Regions from separate parts of the Triticum aestivum genome. Here region 1 is linked to region 2. A link is a contact called in public Hi-C data. All regions are on one chromosome and are shown on one strand. Each heading gives the region's core, a stretch centred on a gene start, on an enhancer-like site or on the middle of the called end of the contact. The rest is flanking DNA. Distances are from core to core; before and after follow the strand shown. Region 1 holds the start of LOC543299 (glucose-1-phosphate adenylyltransferase small subunit, chloroplastic/amyloplastic). Region 2 has its middle 47 kb from the start of LOC123160350.

What was found. Hi-C and Micro-C count contacts between places; a contact is called where the count stands out from the background.
Region 1: a contact with region 2 is called in a Hi-C map of leaf, with 4 times the contacts expected there. The contact joins the promoter of LOC543299 here to the enhancer-like site in region 2. A contact is called at or near these places in 2 of 5 Hi-C or Micro-C datasets (both in leaf).

What each region holds. Positions count from the first base shown.
Region 1 is chr7B:307,146,053-307,150,178 of IWGSC CS RefSeq v2.1, reverse strand. It overlaps LOC543299 (glucose-1-phosphate adenylyltransferase small subunit, chloroplastic/amyloplastic), which reads right to left and starts at 2,392. Exons shown (of 10, transcript NM_001405779.1): 1 at 2,254-2,392; 2 at 1-6. The coding sequence starts at 2,376.
Region 2 is chr7B:307,091,303-307,095,876 of IWGSC CS RefSeq v2.1, reverse strand. No RefSeq gene overlaps it. Among protein-coding and RNA genes, the nearest start is that of LOC123160350, 47 kb to the right of the region's middle. Within about 2 kb of position 3,321, at least 6 of the 8 cell types and tissues checked have an H3K27ac peak or open chromatin away from gene starts, as enhancers often do. A contact at or near this core is called in leaf, where this site is marked.

The sequences.
Region 1 (4,126 bases), core at 1,143-3,642, 55 kb before region 2:
AACACTCTGCACAGACAGCAGAAACTCATCAATTGCCTATTGCAAAGTAAATCAAACAAAGAACGAAGAAACAAGTGTTCCAGGCGGTTGGCATTGAGTTCAGCTTGTTTACCACCAAAAGAGATCATGGAACAAATGCAACATGGGGCAACAAGTTTATCCAATAAATTGGAGCTACAATATCTAGCAATCTTTTGTAGATAATGGCCGGCTGGCTGGTGAATAGTTCTGACCTTTTATTTACCAATCAAGCTGAAACTTATGTTCAGTTTTTTTTTTCGAATATGGGTTTAATCGGACGTCAGATGTCTCAATCAGCAATTCAGCATTGCAGCTGAGACATGATCCAAGTTCTTCCTGTTGTGTATAACTTTTTCACATCAATTAGAGTCTTCCATCAGCACAGAAGACCCCAATCTATCATCGCCTAAAACTCGCCTGGTTGTATTACTTTGTTTAGTTGTGTTGATGTCAGAACGGTTTGTGAGGAAGAGAGGCAACCACCATTGATTTGAACCACGTGGATAGACTCTACTACCCTTTTTAATTAAAATGAAAGGGCAAGTTTTAACCTCCACCACATCCGAAATCGTAATCTTTTCTAAAGGGGTGTACTGAAGCAGAACTCAAAGAAGAAAATTGAACGAGTTAAAAAGAAAAATCCAAGAACTTGATCTGATTGCCTAGTAGTCTTTAAGAGCCACATGCCATGGATCATGACATCTTCTTTATGAATTTCTTATGGGGCTCACACCCACACCCATTGATTAAGTAGGACTGTTCAACAAACGTCCACAGTTGCCACATTTGCTGAAATCTAGTAAAAATAAACAATTGGAGCCAATGAAAATGTCCACATGATTAGTCGCCAGAAAGCTCCTGCTATGCGCTAGCAAAGTAGAGTAGTATTTTTTGATCATCTCTAAGAAATGTCCACATGAGAACACAAGGCGTGAATCACATTTGCGTATCTAAATGACCGAGGCAATAATTTCCCGCATGCATCAAATTCTCATCCGGAAAGATACGGACGCAACGGATCAGGGCGGCGCGACAAGACTAGGCGGCAAGCGCCGCATTTGCGCACCTAGGCGAGGCGAGGCGACGTACCGTGCTTGCGTCGGGGTCGAGACAGGTCTGGGAGCTCTTGGAGTCTGACACGGCACGTGGGGAGAAGAAGAAGGGCCGCCGCGGAGCCGAACGCGCGACCAACCCGCGTGGGCGCTGGCGCCGTCCTCGCGGCGCGCAGAGGAGGCGGAAGGAGTCGCAGGAGGTGGACGCGGCAGCGGTCGCGGCGGAGGCTCGGTGCGGAGGGATCAGGATCTTGGAGGGGGAGGCGGCCGCGGCCATCGCCATTGAGGTGGATGACGAGCTCGAGTCACGGGGCTCCCGTGGCGAGAGATCACGAGGGGGAAGGGAGAGATACGCCTGACACCCAGTGGTGCAGTGTGGCTGAGTAAATTTAACTAATCTTTTCGCAAGATCTTTCCATTTTCAGTTTTTTTCCCATTTTTCTTTTGGAGAGAGAGAGAGTGCTGCGTGGGAGTGAGAGGGAGAGAAAGTGAGTGGGATTGTCAGCAGGTGGCACTTTTGGAATGATCTCCTTGGGTAGGACATGACCACGATGATTTTGGACATATCACTTGTAAACCTTTTTTTCTCTTAATTATCTTGTCACTTGGATTTTTGCTACTTGACGGGCTAGTACATACTCTCCCCCTCCCAAAACTTTTGTCATAGATTTATCTAAGATACGTAATGTATCTAGTTACGTTTTAGTATTAGATACATCTGTATCTAAACAAATAAAAACAAGAATTTTAGAAGAAAGTTAATATATATTTCTTCCGTTCCTAAATACAAGTCTTTTTAGAGATTTCAAATGAACTACCATATACGGATGTATATAGACATATTTTAGAGTGTAGATTCACTCATTTTGCTCCGTATATAGTCACTTGTTGAAATCTCTACAAAGACCTATATTTAGGAACGGAGGGAGTAAGATGGAGCACTAAAAAAAATAGCATTGCATGATCAACTTTTAGTCCTTTTTCCATACAAGTGAGGTGCACAAATAGCTAATAACATACTACTTAATTCAATGCATGCTCTTGTGGAAAATCTTCTAATTATGCTCGAAGCTGCCCTAAAGAATCCTTTCCTAGAACTTTCTAGAAATAATATTACTGCATATGAAACACCAAGTTGGAATAGAAAATGGAAATCATGGTTAAGATAGTCACTACTTACATCATCAACATGTGGATTGAGATCTGCATGCTTCGATGAGCTCTTATGGCCATCAATGTTGCATTGTTCACGCTTGGAAGGGGAGGGCGAGGGGAAGGTTTTAGATGCCAAAGGCACATCCATTGCCGAGGGATAAGCAATGGAAGGATATAGATATTGAGTGATGTGTGAGCAAACTGTTCCCTGATTTATAGGTGAAGGGAGTATATGCACGTATAAAAAGGCGCATATGGATATCCTTATGCGACGAAATTAGTTGTTATGTGACAATCTGTAAAGTGTTTGGCTTTCTAATATGCTCTTCACTTTATTGGCAGCAAGTTTAGCACATACAAAAAGGCACGCACATGGATATCTTTGTGCGATGAAATTAGTTGTTATGTGACAAGCTGTAAAGTTTTTGGCTTTCTAGATATGCTCCTCGCTTTATTGGCAGCAAGTTTAGCCACATTAAAAAGCGCACATGGATATCTTTGTGCGACGAACTTAGTTGTTGTGTGACAAGTTGTAAAGTTCTTGGCGTTCCAGATATGCTCTTCGCTTTATTGGCAACAAGTTTAGTCATACTAGAAGCACACATAGATCATTTTTTCGAGAACACACCCAAAAATGGCGTACAACTTTTATGAAAGAAAGGACAAAGATGCCCACCCTACATAGCGGCTTACAACTCTTGAAGGAAGGATCCAGGTAGCCCACAACAGAAAACAAAAAAGGCTACTCCTCGCTAATGACTACTGACGTGTCGGCGTGGAAGCACAATCACCTATGGGGCATGGGTGCCCCTTTTTGGTTCGGCATGGGGACGACCACGTTACACAAAGAGCAGAAACATAAGGGGACAACACGGCATGGCGATGGACTCTCTCTTTTTACCCAGGTTCGGGCCGCTTTGCAGCGTAAAACCCTACTCCTGCTGTGGTGGTGGATTGATCTGGGGGAACACGAAGGCTCGACGCGCTCTGGACCGGCAAGGTTGCCTCGGGGAGAGTGACGTGAGCGTACAAGTGTTGTGTGATCGAATGTATGAACCCCTTGCTAGGTTGCCTCGGGCCTCCTTTTATAGGTTAAGGGGTGACCACAGTGGCAAAACAGTCATTTGGGTGTGATTAGATAGCTCACAATGCTATCATACCTAACTGTGGCAGTTAGGAAAAAGTGCATTAAATATTGTGCTAGGTGTCGTGCTGAGGGTGAAGCCCGGCAAGCCTGTCGCGCCACTTATCCTCTTCTTATCAACTTGACACGCCTCCTGGACGGGTGTCAACAAAGCTAATCCCTTCTCTTTTATGCTGCCACGTACCTAATAGGTTCCACCAGGTTGCTTGGTTCCTTGACACTGAACTGATAAGTGAATTGGGTGTGATGAGGTGGAGTGGTGGCGTCTCGGTGAAGGTTCCCCGGAAAGGGAGCTTGGCGGGGTTTGGTCTTGGCGGCCCCCGCAACCCTGCCGGGGCGAATCTGGACCTGTCCTCAGGTGCGGTCTCGGCCTAGCCAGGCTCTCCTGCCCGGCAAGGGAGGCCTTCCCAAGGTGGACTTCTGCTAGTCGGTCTTCTTAATGCTCTCCTTGATCTCACGAAGAGCGGCTTCTCTGGCTTAACTTTATGTCATGCATTGGTGTTGGATGTATGATCGTCAGCATGCCTGTGCATGAGTCCGGTCAGCAAACGTGGATGTTTGTTGCCCTGACAGGAGCCCCAGGGCCTGGCCCACACGTGTTGTCGGGCATCGTTGGGGTAAGCCCCAAATAATGCACAAGCTGACAACCTGACCTTCTTTACTTCTTTACTTCTTCATTAACCTGAATTTGAATCAATTCCCGGGTTCCCCACGAGTCGTGCAACGTCAAACGACGTGGGTCTACCCATGTAAT
Region 2 (4,574 bases), core at 2,072-4,571:
ACCCAGCTTCACATATTTCTACACCGTGTATACGTACGCTCCCCTGGCAATCGCTTTACTCAATCTTCAGAGATATTTGACACCGCTGGTTGCCTGTCACCACCTGTTGCATGGTAAGAACTTGTAAGATATTGATATTTGCTATACTGTGAGCGTTTTACCACCACATCCTAGTAGTTCATAGGAACATTATTCTCGGATTTTGTATCTTGTTTTCTACTAACTATGGTAGGTTCCGAAGTTGTTAGTTCTTGGGCTTCATCGATCGTGGGAGATTTGCTACCACCTAAGAAGATACAACATCCATCACAAGAGGTACAAAGTCATCGGAATGCACACAATCAGGTTCTTGTTTCCATGCCACCTTTCAATGGTCGATTTAATCCTGATTTATACATTGAATGGGAGTTCGAAATAAATGCTATATTTGCTTTGCATAATTTTTCTGAGCATAAAAAAGTTAAGCTCGCGGTTGGTACATTCACTGGTTTTGCTATTGTTTGGTGGAGTGAATATTGTCGGTTACACCCTGATTATGTACCTAATACTTGGGATGATTTAAAACATGTCATGAGAGATAGATTCATCGATGTTTATTATACTCGTGGCATGATTAAAAAATTAGAACATTTAAAACAAGGTAGTGACACCGTAACAAAATATTATGATGATTTACAAACTACCTTGTTGCACTCATTTTTAGAAGAAAGTGAAAAAGATTTTATGGATAGATTTTGGGGAGGATTAAACCATGATATTCAGGAGATACTAATTCATGAAGAGTGTTATCCTATGGACCATTTGTTTCGTCTTGCTTGCAAAGCTGAACAGAAAATAAAACGACGTGTTGCCCACAAGGAGAACAAGCACACGATGCACATTTCAACTGTTGATACAGATGTTTATTCAACTACTAGGCGTACTATGACAACCACATCCGTTGTTGCGAGGACTACGTCATCTCCACCATGTGACACATCACCATCGAGAGTGCCTGCATCATCTGAGTTGATTATAAGAGGTAATGACAAAGGTACAGATTTTCCACTTTCACATGAGAATGATGCATGCCTAGTTAACTTGAATACATCATGTGTTGAGCTACCCACTACTTTGATCACGCCACCTATTTTAGAGGACTATGTTGATAATTTGACTTCGCCATGTGATCAAATAACTGAAATACCAACAATTTTGAGTGCACCCATTGAATTAACTATTGATGCAAAAGAATCAATGTTTAATCATTTTGATATGACCTCTAATCTTGATGATGATTCTGTGTCCAATGACTTACTGCATGTTTGCTTATTTAAGCATGTTGTAGCATGTAAATTTGATGCAAGTAAGGTTTATTCACCAATGTTGGGATGGTTTAATGATGAATATTGTCAATCTTTTGATAGGAATAAGAGCTTCACTTATATGTGCAAACTGAGTTGCAATATTTTCATGTCTTCTATTTATTATAATATTTTGGCTTTATATTTTATGATCTATGAAAGTTACTCATGTATACATGTGTCATATGTGCAAAAATCAAGGGAAGTAAAAATGGATGACATATACATATACAACATGTATACCTTGTCTCTTTTGTTAGCCACATTTCAGATTAAGCAACGCCGAGGGCGGCTTTGTTTTCAGGAAGGGGAGAATGATGAGGACATGACTACCTTGGATACGATCAAAAATATTGCATACATGCATATTTGTCAAGTGATTTCTAGTGCAAACTATTCAATAATCTATTTATGTTATCCAAAACAAAAATACTTCACGCACTTTTGTGTTTTGCCTAATTGCAGGTGTATGGGACATTTGTACAATCCACATATGAAGATAAGGGAGAAAGAGATGTTTACTTGCTGTTCAAAAAGTTCTCTCATGTCACTTTTGGACCAAGAGAAGATAGAGTCCAAGTCTCTCATGTTCTGGATTCAGATTCGGACTGCACAGACATACCTAACTCAAAACGCCAACAATTTTTTCATACGGACTCCGAATTGGATGATTCTTTTTTTTATTGGAATCTAGATTTTGTGCTCTTTCCAGCCCAATTGGATTCACCTTCAAATTCGTCCGGAGCATTGAGATATCGACGAAACAATCTGACGCTGCAGCAGAATCCGAGTCAAACAACAAGTCCAAAGGTGTTGCATCACCTCCACTTGGGCCCATGAGCCTTGTACGACCTAGGGTTGGTTTTAGGCTGCCTTGGGACGTTCTCCCACCTCCTTGGCCGCCACCCCTTGCTCCCGTATAAGTAGATCCATCTAGTAGCTTTTTCATTGGGTTTTATTTAGTTAAAAGTTAGCCATCGCTGCAACTTCGTGTACTTCGTTTGTGTCCAACGACCAGACCAAGACCGCTTATGAAACCCCACTTTTACCAATACTTCATCCATATTCGCAATATTCAGATTGCTTAATCATATTCTTGCTTGTTCTTCGATTGCTTGCAGGAATAGACCTTCGTGGTCAGGTTGATCGTGCTCCGGCGTGGTCAATAACCTCTCGAAGTTGGTTTAGCGATTGCTAATGCGCAACGTCGTGCATGTTTGTAGTCGGATCATCAAAGTCGGCTCCACCAAATCGATAGTTATCATCTCATCGAAAGATCGGGACACCCTCGCCTCTATCAAACCCTAACAAAACTAACTCGATTACATGATAAATCTCATCCAACCCATCACCGTTCAGCAAGGCTACGATGGAATTACTCACTCCTGGCGATTAGCACCATGAAATTGGTGATGGAGGAAGGTTGATGATGAGGATGATGGCTACAAAATGCACCCTCCGGGACCCCGAACGGACTCCAGATCAGCCCACCCGATGAAGAACAGGAGGTGACGGCGGCTTCGTATCGTAAAACGCGATGAATCCTTCTCTCTAATTTTTTTCTCTGAGGATAGGTATATATGGAGTTGGAGTTAGGGTTGTAGTCGGTCCAGGGTGCCCACAAGCCAGGGGGCGCGCCCCCCGGGCTTGTGGCCCCTGGGTGGCCCCCTCTGGTATCTTTTTCTGCCAGTATTTTTTATATATTTCGAAAATATTCTCCGTAAATTTTTAGGTCAATCCGAAAACTTTTATTTCTACATAAAAATAATACCGTGACAATTCTGCTGAAAACATCGTCAGTCCGGATTAGTTTCATTCAAATCATGCAAATTAGAGTCCAAAACAAGGGCAAAAGAGTTTGAAAAAGTAGATACGATGGAGACGTATTAATGAGCAGGACCAGGAGCAGCACTGACCCACCCTCATCAGGACAGCACAAGCGCGGGCGCAAAAGCCAGGTGCACATGTGTCGGCTAACCTTCCACGACTCCCCTGCGACGCACGACATGGGAAAAGCGCACCCACACGGCACATCAGATTTAGCTGCGTGTGCACCCAAAAAACGGCCACCCAGCCTATCAGATCCCGCCCGAGCCCACAGGTCATTGGCCGCTCCAAAATGACCGCACGGTGAAAACGGCAGACGTTGAATCACAGTGGCGATCCAACGGCAAGCAACAAAAAAAATACCATGTTGACTAGGATCCAACGGCAAGCAACGGAAAAAAACCACCTTGACCAGGATCCAACGGACACGAATACTAGAAATCAAGGGAGCATCTTGGAGACGAGTTGGGCAGCCTCTTTATTTGTTTAAATTTGGATTATCGTATTTCTTTCTAATACACCTGTAAAAGATGCACGTCTCTGCGCCTTTGTATAATTTCTTGCCATATATTTTTTAACATCAGTACAGACACAAGCGCTCATATACACGCGCATACACTCGGTCCCTATAAACGCACACACGCATACCCTACCCCTATGAGCGTCCCCGAAAGACTGAGCCGGCATATCATGCAGCCCATCAGGGGATACCACAATCCCTCTAACCATCCAACCACAGATTGGTTCGCCCTTAAGGCCCCGATTGAATAGTTGTTTTCGAGCCAATTACGCCCGTAAAATCCACCCCCGTAAAAACAAACCTGGTGGGTTCCGGTTAACGATCGGTTGGTCGTTTTGGTCCGTAAATTTTGCACCTGTATTCGAGATTACACCCGGTTTTGACCGGTATTGGATACACTTCTCATCACATCTGTTTTCCCCGTTTTCTGACTCTCTCCCCAGGTCTCCGGGCGAACGGCTCCAGGCACAGGAAATGGACGAGCCACCAGTGTCAGGGACTAAAGGCCTGGGGAGTTCCTAGCGCCGACGCCGCGTGCCTTGCCATGCTCGGCTGGAGTTCCCGCCGACCAGCAGGTTGAGGCGGTAACAAACTAGCAGGCTGCGGTCCTGACCAGGCCGGCAAAGAGCGTGGGCTCCGAGGTAACGTTGGTGGCAGTTGTGAGCGGGTTCCGTGGCGGCGGCAGCTACCTTGGCAAGGTCTGTGGAAATGTCCGCAGTGACTGCCTGAGTGAACTTTATGACAACGGCTGTGGTGACTGCCGACTGCCGACAGACTGGAGCAGCACGCCATGACCGGTGAAGTTTATGACGACGGCTGTGGCGAATTCATCTCCGTCATTGTCCGCATCGCTGTGGCATCTGGCGCTATCCCTGCTGAAGCTT